Regions from separate parts of the Mus musculus genome. Here region 2 is linked to region 1. The links are chromatin contacts, called in public Hi-C maps. All regions are on one chromosome and are shown on one strand. The core of a region is the stretch at or near the end of the contact, and the rest is flanking DNA. Distances in the headings are between cores, read along the strand shown. Region 1 overlaps Antxr1 (anthrax toxin receptor 1). Region 2 overlaps Antxr1 (anthrax toxin receptor 1).

Region 1 (5,519 bases), core at 785-3,284:
TACAGGCAGAAAAGTCAAACGCATAAGATAAAATTTAAAAATCCAATTAAGCAAAACAGGGGTGGGCAGTGCATTGTTCTGGGGTGGTCCCTCTGGAGAACCTTGGATTACTGAGGAAGCAGGAGAAATGGCGGGTGAAAAAAAACGGCTTCACAGTTCCAAGAGTTGACTTCCTACACCCGCGCTGGAACCCACTGGGAATCTGCCAGGCTACACACGAAGTGTTTTTAATTCTAAAAAAAAAAAAAATCAAATGCCATTTTATTGTAAACTTCTCAGTTTATGTAGAGACTTCTCAAGAATCTTTAAAAACAAAACTCTATTTGCAGTCGTTAACCCTTCCTAGCAAAATTGTTTTTGTTCTTTTTAAATTGTTCTTTCACCAATAAACCGTCAACCCATACTTATTTCTGTCGAAGTGCTTTGTACGCTGAGAACAGGCCAGTCCCTTCCATCCCAGCACAGCACAGAGGCTTCTGTGTTCGCACACTCCCAGGAAGTCCCCCAGAGCATGTTCTTTGACATCTTATTTGTTGTAAGGGAACAATCTGATTTTGAGTCACCTGGGGCTTGAAGCGGGTGGATCCAGAGGAGGACAGCTGCCCATTGGCTGTCTGAGTCTTTCTCCAAAACAGAAACCTGCCAATTTTCTTTCACTTTGTCTCCCCTGCTGCTCTCTAGATGTAGAGTAATCCCTGCCACTGAGTCCAGGTGACCAGAGCAGGGAAGAAACCTGTGCCTACCCACAACTCAGATCGGCTGCTATCCATCCGTCATGGGCACACTAGGAAAGTACACTTGTTTTTAATAGGCTGTTACTTTCAGGTTATAAAGATTTCATGGGTAAAGACTGGCTCTATTCTTACCCTCTTTTGTATTCTCAAAGACTAACCTGGCACATAGTAGGCACTAAACATTTGTTAGATTTTAAAAAAGAAAGGATCCAAGGAATACTTTCTGTGTGCCCTTAATCCAGCCACCTATTCATGGGCTCTCTTTTCCATATTTGTATAATCCCTGGACCTTCTAACTACAAGGCCAACTAACCTGGGCCATGAAACTGGCTCATTAATGTTTCCTAGAACATCTTATGAGCTCCAATGATTTAGTCTGTAATTTTTAAACTAAATATCAACAAAGCCAGACACCCTTCCTAATTAAATTCTACTGCACACTATAGACCAATGATCGCACATCTGTCAGCAGCAGAAAAGGGCCACGGTCCATGTCAGACCTGAATATTTTACATGCATCTTCCTGGGACTCAGTGATTTTATGTGCTCTGATACAATCTACCAAATAAGCAAGCATAAGCTTAAGACATGTGGAAGTTTGGAGCCATATCTCCAGCCTGGATGTCATTCTTTGTAACAAGGACACTCTGCTTTCCCACTGAATCATGTTCCCACCATGTTTTCAGCGGGGGAGCTCAGATGGCTGTGGCCACTGGATCCCAGTGTGCTCAGCAGGCAGAACCTGTTCGACTGCCCCCTCCCCCCATTGAAGCACCCCACTAGTACAACAAGCTTACTTCTCAGAAAGCATTTTCCTATGAAATCGTGGCTGCTCTTTCCTAGAGAGAGGAGAGAGCTGTGGAGGCCAGGATGGGAGCTGTGACTTGCTGAGGCAGCTCCTGCAGCCTCTGCGGCTTTGGACATCTGTATGACCTGGGGCTTTTGAAAGCAGAATGAGAACAATACCAGGAGAGATGCCTGGTCCCAAAGTCCGCAAAGCCTCAGTGTCATTAATGATGGCAGAGGCAAGTGATCTCTTAGAGAAGACTCTCTGCTCTACTCCAGTAACTACAGTTTGATTCTATTTTTATTTAGTCTTCCAGCCTGCCAGTATGAACAGAGCTGAGAATGTCATCTCTTGTCTTTTATAGCTGCAAGATTGGAAGAGAGGGTAGGGGATCGAGAATACTCTCTGCTCAGCCACAAAATGCCCATCTGTTGTTCAGTGTGGGTCTTCCATGGGTCATGAATGCTGCACAGTCAACTGGGCAGCTTTGTAATGGGTAAATATGTAAGACACGGTGCCAGAAACAGGACAGATGGGCAGCCTCTGGGGTTGCACAACTTAGCATCTGTGGAGGGAGAGAGCTGGCTATGGTAAGGAAGACATCCAAGAGAGGTTCCCAGAATGGCTGCCACTGGAGTTCTGGGAGGGGAGAGCTCATGCTACAAGGGGCGGTAGGAGCTGGATGGGGCCCCAGAAGGGAAGCCATTCTGAAGATGAGCAATGAGCTGGCTTAAGGAAAGGGCTACTGTTGCCGAGACGCTCGCTCACTCGCATGCTGGAAGGAGGTTTTGGCTCCGTTAAAGCGGGGCTGTGAGGTGGGCTCTGACTGAGAGAAACCTTCAGCAGTTCCCATATGGAGGCTTGCAAGAGTGGGTAAGAGTCAAGCCTGGAAGTCAGACACTGCTCTTTGTCTGAGTGTGCTAGGGTCCAGGCTAGATTTGGGAGTTACACCTCTTCTGCCTTCTTACAAACAGAAGGGAGAAACCAACACAGGAAAAAAAATCAATTCAAATGTATTCGTGGGGCAGATAGGTCCCCAGTTTGCTGATCCTACAGATTTCCTAAAAGAGGTCCTGCCAGTGTTTGCTCAACACTCATGTCTTGTTGATCAAACACACAGAGGCTGTGTGTGCTGACTCATGCTCCAATTAACAGGAAGCCAGGCCTCCTCTTAAGCATCTACTGGAGAAGGCGAACCCTTTGTGGAGCAGATGGCAGGGAGCCAATAGCTGGCCTCCCCTTCCCATAACCTGCTTCGGCTTCCAGACACTGCCCTCAACTGCAGTAAGTAGGGACAGCTGGGGACAAGGGTCAAGAATCAAAGCTGCCAACCTATTTCAGTTCTCTGGCTTTAGCTTTCATGGGTTTTCTGGCCCCACTGCCCCGAGCACTTTGCAAAAGGCAAAGCAGGCCCAGGAGCATGGTGGGATCATTGTGTGGAGGTTTCACTGGAGAGTTGGTGGTAAATTCTAGCGGTGGTCAGAGGAAATTCCCAATGAACCACAACGAGAGAAGGCATAAGAGTGGGCACTTTCTTTAAAATGTTTTCCCATATTCTGCAGTAACAGGTGGGGATGCTGCAAGGGTCCTGAGAGGGTGGGCGAGCCCGGCCTAGGTGTGAGTGAGGCTTTCTTTTCTGCCTGCCTGGCCTCCTCTGCCATTCAGGATGTGAGGGTTGTTTTATCATCTTGAGACTTTTAAACACATGGAAAAGAAGCAATAGCTTACTTACATCTTCAGCCACACTATCCGACTATGCCTGACCTTGGCACAGAGCCTTGGCTGGCTAAAACTCGGATGGAAGAAATAATAGCTTAGGAGGAATGTCTGCCCAAAGGACCATGAAGTCTGAGTCTAATTGACAAATTGTCCCCTTGTCATGAGCCACTGAACACCAGCTATCCTGTGGAAACGCTTCTGACCGAGTGGTAAGAGGCAAAGGACTCCCCACCCAGCCAGTGCACCAAGCATTGGATCCAAGCATTGGATTCTGTCGCCTTTGCTGTAACCATGTGAACTGCGTAGAGACTTCTGAATTTGGACCTCAGAGTCTCCCTCTGTTTCAGGCTTACACTGCTCAGCAGAGCTCTGGGATCAGTCTCCTGAGCAGACACGACAGCATCGCCTGAATCTCACTTGCTGCCCTGTATGGTCCTGGCCAGTTTTCCAAACCTTTCCAACCACACAACGTCTAATTTATCGAATGGTTCTGGTGAGGGTTTGATGGCATGCTCAGCCCAGTGACTGCACAGAGTGGCTTTTATTTTTATTTCCTCAAAAACACACAGAGAGGAAGAACTGTGGGCTCCCCTCTCCTAGCACTCTGGGCATCGGCTTCCTCACCAGCGAATGGCAACAAAATATATACTATGTGGCGGTGATGGGGTTTTAAAGTGGAGTAATATTGAATAGGCCAAAGGGACATTTGTTAAAGAAAGTTTGCTCCAACTGCTCGCTTTCTGGCCTCTTTGTCCTCAGAAGAACACAACAGTCTTTGTAACTCTGGCAGGTAAGTACTTCTTTTAAGTACTGGGAGGCTTAAGGGATGTTGAAATGGTCAAAACGGGCATGGGGGCAGGAAGCAGAGGACCCAGGGAGATTGCTCCCTGGGCAAGGAGCTCCCAAGCATACAGTGTCTACGCTCTCCTTCTACCTCCCCAGATGGAAAATGTGGGTTTCTACCAACACTGCTGATCTCTAGTTCCCTGGCCGTCACCGAAAGTGTCAGGTATGCCAGTTTATCCAACCTGCCTGCAATCTCTATCCTGCCCTGGGACTCAGGATAATAGATGCTTCTTCAGAGAGCAGCTGTAAAGCTTCTCCCTCACCCAGGAAGCTCAATAGCCAATACTTCTTCCTCCTCATACAGGCACACACCTTGTCACTCTGGTTCTAAGTAGCTATTCATCTTCCAGGGGCTTGCTGGTAAGATGCCGGCCACCATGGCTTCATTTCCTAAGCCCTGAGGATGGCTGCTCTATTTCCAGACTATGCACATCGCTGTCTTAGAGCAAACATCAAGGCCTTCAATGCAGCCTACTTCTCCTTCTCATTCGCCAAGTTCTGCCTTACATCTGGTTCATTCATTTTACCAGGCACTGTCTCAGGACCACACACTCTGCAGTGCCAAACCTGAACTTCAAGGACAGCTGCATTTCGTCTTCCAGGTCCTGGATCACTGCCGTCCCCTTCAGCATTCACCTGAGGAATAGGCTATTCCTCTCTACCATTTGTACAGCTTAACTTCATATATCATTTGTCTTTTATGGGTCTCTCCGATAGACTTTCTGCTTTACTGAGACAGGGTCACTTCCTGCTTCACTTGTAACTGAATGGTCAGTGTCTACAACAGGAGGCTTCCCATCAACATTTTCTTCTCATTTTTTGGTGGTAGGTAATGCTGGGGACAGAACCCAGGGCCTCACAAATCCAGGGCAAGCCACTGTGAGCCACCTCCCCAGCCTCCCAGTGAGCATTTGCTCAGTGGATCAGTATTAACCCTTGCACTTTTATTTGAGGCTCAAAACTGCAGAAACCCCTGTGACCTGTTTGAGTCATCAGAATCTGCTTAGCATTCTTAGTTTAGATAATTAAGTCCAGCCCTAGTTTATTACAAGAAGATAACCAGTCACGGGGCAGGGATGGGAATGGGCAGGAGTGGGAGCCTCGGATGGGAGCCGTGGGTAGGGAGAGAATGATGGCCTTTGCTTCTGATACTGGAAAGGAGACAGAACCCATCTCTTAAAAACAGCCAGCCAGCTCTTAGGCCGTAATTATCTCCGTCTGACTTGAGAAGGATGAGCCCCACCATACTCATCTCTTTAGAGAAAGAGCAAACCAGTTAACCACCGCCATAAACACGGGGTTCCAGCCCTGGGAGGATCAAAACCAATGTAACTCCCAGATAAAAGCTCATAAGAATGCCACTATTCCGTTAATGTTTGGAGACCAAAGTCTGCGATTATTTTTTTTTTCCTTTTGGGGGATGCTGTCCTGCT
Region 2 (4,969 bases), core at 1,245-3,744, 40 kb after region 1:
GAATAGATCTGGCCTCCATAGACTCACGTGTTGGAATGCTTGCCCTATGGGGAGTGGCACTATTAGGAGGTGTGGCCCTGTTGGAGGAAGTATGTCACTGTGGACCTGGGCTTTGAGGTCTCCTATGCTCAAGCTCTACCCAGTATGGAACAGTCTTCTCCCAGCTGCCTGAAGAAGACCGTCTCCTTTTGTGGACCAAGATGTAGAGCTCTCAGCTCCAGGCAACACCAAGTCTACCTGCACGCTGCCATGCTTACCATCATGATGATAATAGACTAAACCTCTGAAACTATAAGCCAGCCCCAACTGAAGTTGTGCCTTATAAGCGTTGCCTTGGACATGGTATCTGTTCACAGCAGTGAAACCCTAGCCAAGACAGCTATGAAATGGAGGGCTTTCTTTCCCTTTCTTCCTCTCCAGGGGTATTTTGGTGGGTATTATTCTATTTATTTTGTTTTTTAAATTTAATTTCTTAATTATTGACAACTTCCCACGCATATATAATGTATTTTTGTTCACTTTCCCCACCACCTACCCTCTTGCATGCCCCTCCCACTGAACCCCTTCTAGACAGAATGTTCTTCATGACTTCTCATGCCACATCGCACGAGTGACCACTAACTCATGAGCCCTGGAAATCTTTCCAATGTGTCATATTAGCAGCAAACCACTGTGAGAGACCTGGTTACAGGGAAAGTGGAGACTCAGACAGGGGAGAGAGGAGAAGCCCCTTAATGCACTGTGTAACAAAGGGGTTTCGTACCTAACACAACCCTAGCTGAACCCAAACTCCCATTCAGGAGGCTGGCCTGCCCCGTGCCACAGGCCCCCCACCTCACCAACTACCCAGCACTTTCAGCTTAGCAGTCTGTCCTACCTTTCCCGTCTTCTGGAAACCACCCAAGGGGACTCTGGGTAACCCCTGCCTTTCCAGGAGTAGAAGATGCATATTCTTTGACTTAAAGGCTCTCTGGTGTGCATTGACCATTTGTCGTTTGACTGATTTTCCAGTTAGAAACTGCCCTAGAGGCTCCTCCCAGCATAACGAACCCCTGGTAGCTCAGACCTATATAGGGTCACTCTCACTTAGAGCCTAGAGTCGCATTCCTGATCCCAACTGGGAGAAGCTAGGTACTGTCTGGGGAAATGGCAGCTTGTATTCAAGTCCAGCTTTTCTCCACCCAGCTATGTATTTTAATCATATGACATATCACCTTTGTCTGTTTAAGGGTTGTGTACCTAAAACCCAGTCATGCCGGACTAACCTAGCCACAGCTATTCAAGCTGCAAGGTAGAAACAAGAACCTCCTTCTAAACCCAAATATTAAGAGTACCAAAAGATGCCTGTTCCCTCGGACATGGTGGGTTTGAGTGGTATGGAGACCAGTGAGGGGTCTCCTCTGGGGATTTTGTGTCTCTATTCTGCAAGCACAGGTCTCTTCATAATTTGGAATTAAAATAGCCTCCCAGGAGTCCTGCCTGGAGACAGCATTACAGAATTGTCTATTGGAAGATTCACTTGATACCCTTGGGATCCAATCAGAGCCAGGTCAGCCTTGCCCAGTATGAAACTGAAGTGGGTTTTTGAAAGGGCTCGCCACTCCCCAGGGAGGAAAAGCCGAGGTCTGTACTGTAAGCCCTGCTGATGATCATTGCCGAGAGCATCCCCAGGTCCCTTACTTATTTTTGTTTTTCTCCAGTATTTTTGTCTCCAGTATTTGAAATATGATTAAAAAAAAAAAAAAGACAAGAGACATTTGACATCACCCTCTGTGAGGGATTCTGTACAGAGCAACCTAGCATTGCCCTCAGGTGACAGTCCAGTCACTTCCAAGGGCCTGCTATGTATGCAAAGAGGGGCGAAAGCAGAGTCAGATTTTACCCAGTTGTTTTCTGAACACAAGAGCATTCTTTTCTGCTCCCGAGAGTCTCTGACCCTGTGGTTAAATGCCTTGAAAACACATTTTCTATCCAAACAACCAGAGCATAATGAAAAGGACACACAGCAAGCATGCGGCGGGATCCACCACTGGTGACTGCTTATCCCGGAGACCTACATAGCTAAGACAGAGATTACAAAATGGTCAGTCCCACTCATCCTTACCCCCACCTGGCTTAAGTCACTGATGCTAGTGACACTCTTGGGTCCTGGGTGGGTACAGATATGCGCAGTAGCTTCAGAGACAATGGGTGGACCCACAATTAGCCACTGCGTACTCTCTCCCAGGTTCTCCCATCCTCTCCTCTTTCTACACCCTAATAAGTTGGAGCCCTATTTGGCCTAGGCCTTTATCAACTGTCCTCTTGTGGCCACAATGAAGCCTCCCTCCTGCACCCTGTCTCTTGCTTCCACTTCAGTTTCTTCAAATACTAGTTCCGATGCTAACCCCAGTGCTGAGCACCTTTCCTCGTCCTCTGTCTGGGGACATGCATCCTGCTCTGCCTGCTGCTGTGGTGCCTCCACCAGCCATGATGCCTGACCTCTCTCCTGCCACATGACTTCCCTTAGTCAGTCCAACTGATGGCTTCGAAAACAATGACGCTCACCCTGCAGAATGCAGGCAGAGATTGGGAAATCAGCTACTGGTATATCGCCAACTTTTTCTTTTTCAAAGAAATGAAGCATAATAAGATTGAAAAACCAGAATGTGCTGCAGAAAGTAACAGAAAACAGCGCCTCGGGGGACTTCTGGTAGGCTGTGCAAGTTTGAGCAGTCGCCGCCACATTAGAAGGAGCACTTCTTTCTGTGACTCATGATTCAAAAGGTGTCTTAACCAGACAGGTACTCCCTTCTCCTCTGCTCTGCCTTTCCAACACACACACACACACACACTCTTACATGTATGCACCACACACACACATATACACTCACACCACACACACACACACACACACACACACACACACACACACACACACACACAAATACATGTACATACACTGCACACACTCACATTCACTCACACATGCACACAACCAGGAAAAGCTTACAAACTACTGTTATTTTTGGTGCAAATTCAACAACAACAACAACAACAAAAAAAGTAATGTCGTTAAGACAGAAGATGTTAAGTTGTCCTAGCAGGCGCTTCTATGGCTGAACCTCATGATTCATTTCTCATGTTCTCCAGGTTCAGAGATGACCCCATGAGAGCTGCATCACATCTCCTAGAAGGCTGAAAAGGGATGGACCGATGTCACCCAAAGATGCTATGGAAAATTACCACTGTGGGGAAGTGACAAAGACTGAGGGTCCACAGGACAGAATTTCAAAATAGAATGTCAACAAAGCAGCTTGTTCACTGAAGGAAATGTAGGTATGAAAGACAAACAAAAGGTAGGCCCTGAGGCCCATCTCCCCTCCTCAGGTGCTCAAACAGGGGCCTTGCCCTGCCCAACCCCAGCTGTAGTCAAACCTGGGCACTATCCCCGCCCCTGCAGACCAGCCCCCAGCCACAGTGAGACCTGGTCATAGCCCGCTCCCTCATACACCTCCTCCACACCCCCCACCCCCCAAGCCGCAGTCAGACTGGGGCACTACCCACTCTGCAGTGACCTGCTTCCAGACCTTCCTCCAAGCTTGAACCAGGGTCTTTGATCTCTTCATCTATGGCCACACTTCTGTCCTCATGTAACCGGCCACATCATCTGCCATGCCTGCATCTTCTCCAGGCTGCAGAAGCGCTTGTCAGACAGTAGTAGGATGTCTTCATTCTCCACATGGGCTGGTTTCCATTTCTTTTTTACTTTTATAGAACCGATGAGCTGAGCACTTTTATACCATCTCTTTTTACACACAACAGAGAAGATATTGTGAATTTCTACAGGGCACTTCTTTTTGGCAATTGCACAGAAATTGACCCTCCATGTGTCCCTTGATTAAGAAATGTGCACCCCAGAGGGGCAGTGTGACAGAGCTCGCTTCTCCTCCTTGAGAACCTCGGGGGGATGGATTGGTTGGGGGACAGATGCTAAAAAGGAGGTGGCATATCAGGTCTAAAGAGGGTAAGTGCCTCACCCCTTATATGGCACCCACCTCTCTGTGCTAGACAGACAGTGGGGCACAGGAGGACCAAGGGTTTCATTATAGTTGTAATATATGTAATAAGAAACACAGCACTTAAGAAATACGTATTGTTCCTTGATTCCCGTCGTTGGCTGTTGGAACCAGTGCAGGATGAAAACTTTTCACCCTGTTGAAAAGTTATTAAGAATTTCAAGATGGGAATAGCAGAGCATACGGCCAAATGCCAGCCCTTCTCACCAAGGGCACCGGTCCCAACCACACAGGCACACACCCAGAAGGCCGGCCGGCCTTGGTAATGATATTCTTTGCACATCCCTATGGGTTTCAGATGTCTCCTTAGTTCAGGGTGAGTGGGGGGGGGTGTCAGTCAACTTTATCTATGAAGAGCCAGACAGTAATATTTTAGTCCCCCTTGGTACTGAAGAGTGGGCAGGACTTAGGGTCTCCACGTCAACAACTCTTTTTTTTTTTTTTTAAGTATAAAAGCAACATTGAGCCCTAACAAATGAGCATGATGGTGCTACAACAAAATTTTATTTAGAAAAACAGAGACTCAGCCATAGTTTGCCAACCTCTGTCCTAGACGGCCACTTCTTCCATTCTGGGTCTTTCTAATTTTTTAAAAAATATATTGTCCTGTCTTCCTCATGGCATGCTGACACAAGAGCCATAACTATCATCCTTATAGCTGAAGTTTGAGGTACTTTGCTGCTCATTCCCAGTTCTTTGTTGCTGAGCATGTGGGTGGGAAACCTTGTGCCTTGGGATACATGAGGCACTCTCTGTGAACTAATACATAGTGCATGGGCATTTAAAAGGAAAGTTTATTCTCTAAGGGGTATCGGGTTTAGGATATATTTATTAAGTCAGCCTCATTAATTATTATTCATATCCTCTCTGTCTCAGAATGTGTAAGTATCCAGAGACATCTTGCAGAGTCA

Evidence for each region. A called contact is a pair of places that touch in the nucleus more often than the background predicts.
Region 2: a Hi-C map of muscle stem cells shows a contact between it and region 1, with 2.1 times the contacts expected there. The contact joins two enhancer-like sites. A contact is called at or near these places in 1 of 15 datasets of contacts at CTCF or cohesin (pro-B cells), 23 of 484 Hi-C or Micro-C datasets (the 3T3-L1 cell line, the AML12 cell line, B cells and 17 more), 3 of 115 datasets of contacts at active chromatin or transcription factors (embryonic fibroblasts, embryonic stem cells and fibro-adipogenic progenitors) and 3 of 9 other capture datasets (adipose tissue, liver and pancreatic islet).

What each region holds. Positions count from the first base shown.
Region 1 is chr6:87,275,022-87,280,540 of GRCm38.p6, forward strand. All of the region lies in intron 8 of Antxr1 (anthrax toxin receptor 1), which reads right to left. Among named protein-coding and RNA genes, the nearest start is that of Gm34170, 5.0 kb to the right of the region's middle. Within about 2 kb of position 2,035, at least 107 of the 459 cell types and tissues checked have an H3K27ac peak or open chromatin away from gene starts, as enhancers often do. A contact at or near this core is called in fibro-adipogenic progenitors and muscle stem cells, where this site is marked.
Region 2 is chr6:87,314,582-87,319,550 of GRCm38.p6, forward strand. The region is part of intron 1 of Antxr1 (anthrax toxin receptor 1); the gene reads right to left. Among named protein-coding and RNA genes, the nearest start is that of Gm34090, 15 kb to the right of the region's middle. Within about 2 kb of position 2,495, at least 50 of the 459 cell types and tissues checked have an H3K27ac peak or open chromatin away from gene starts, as enhancers often do. A contact at or near this core is called in fibro-adipogenic progenitors and muscle stem cells, where this site is marked.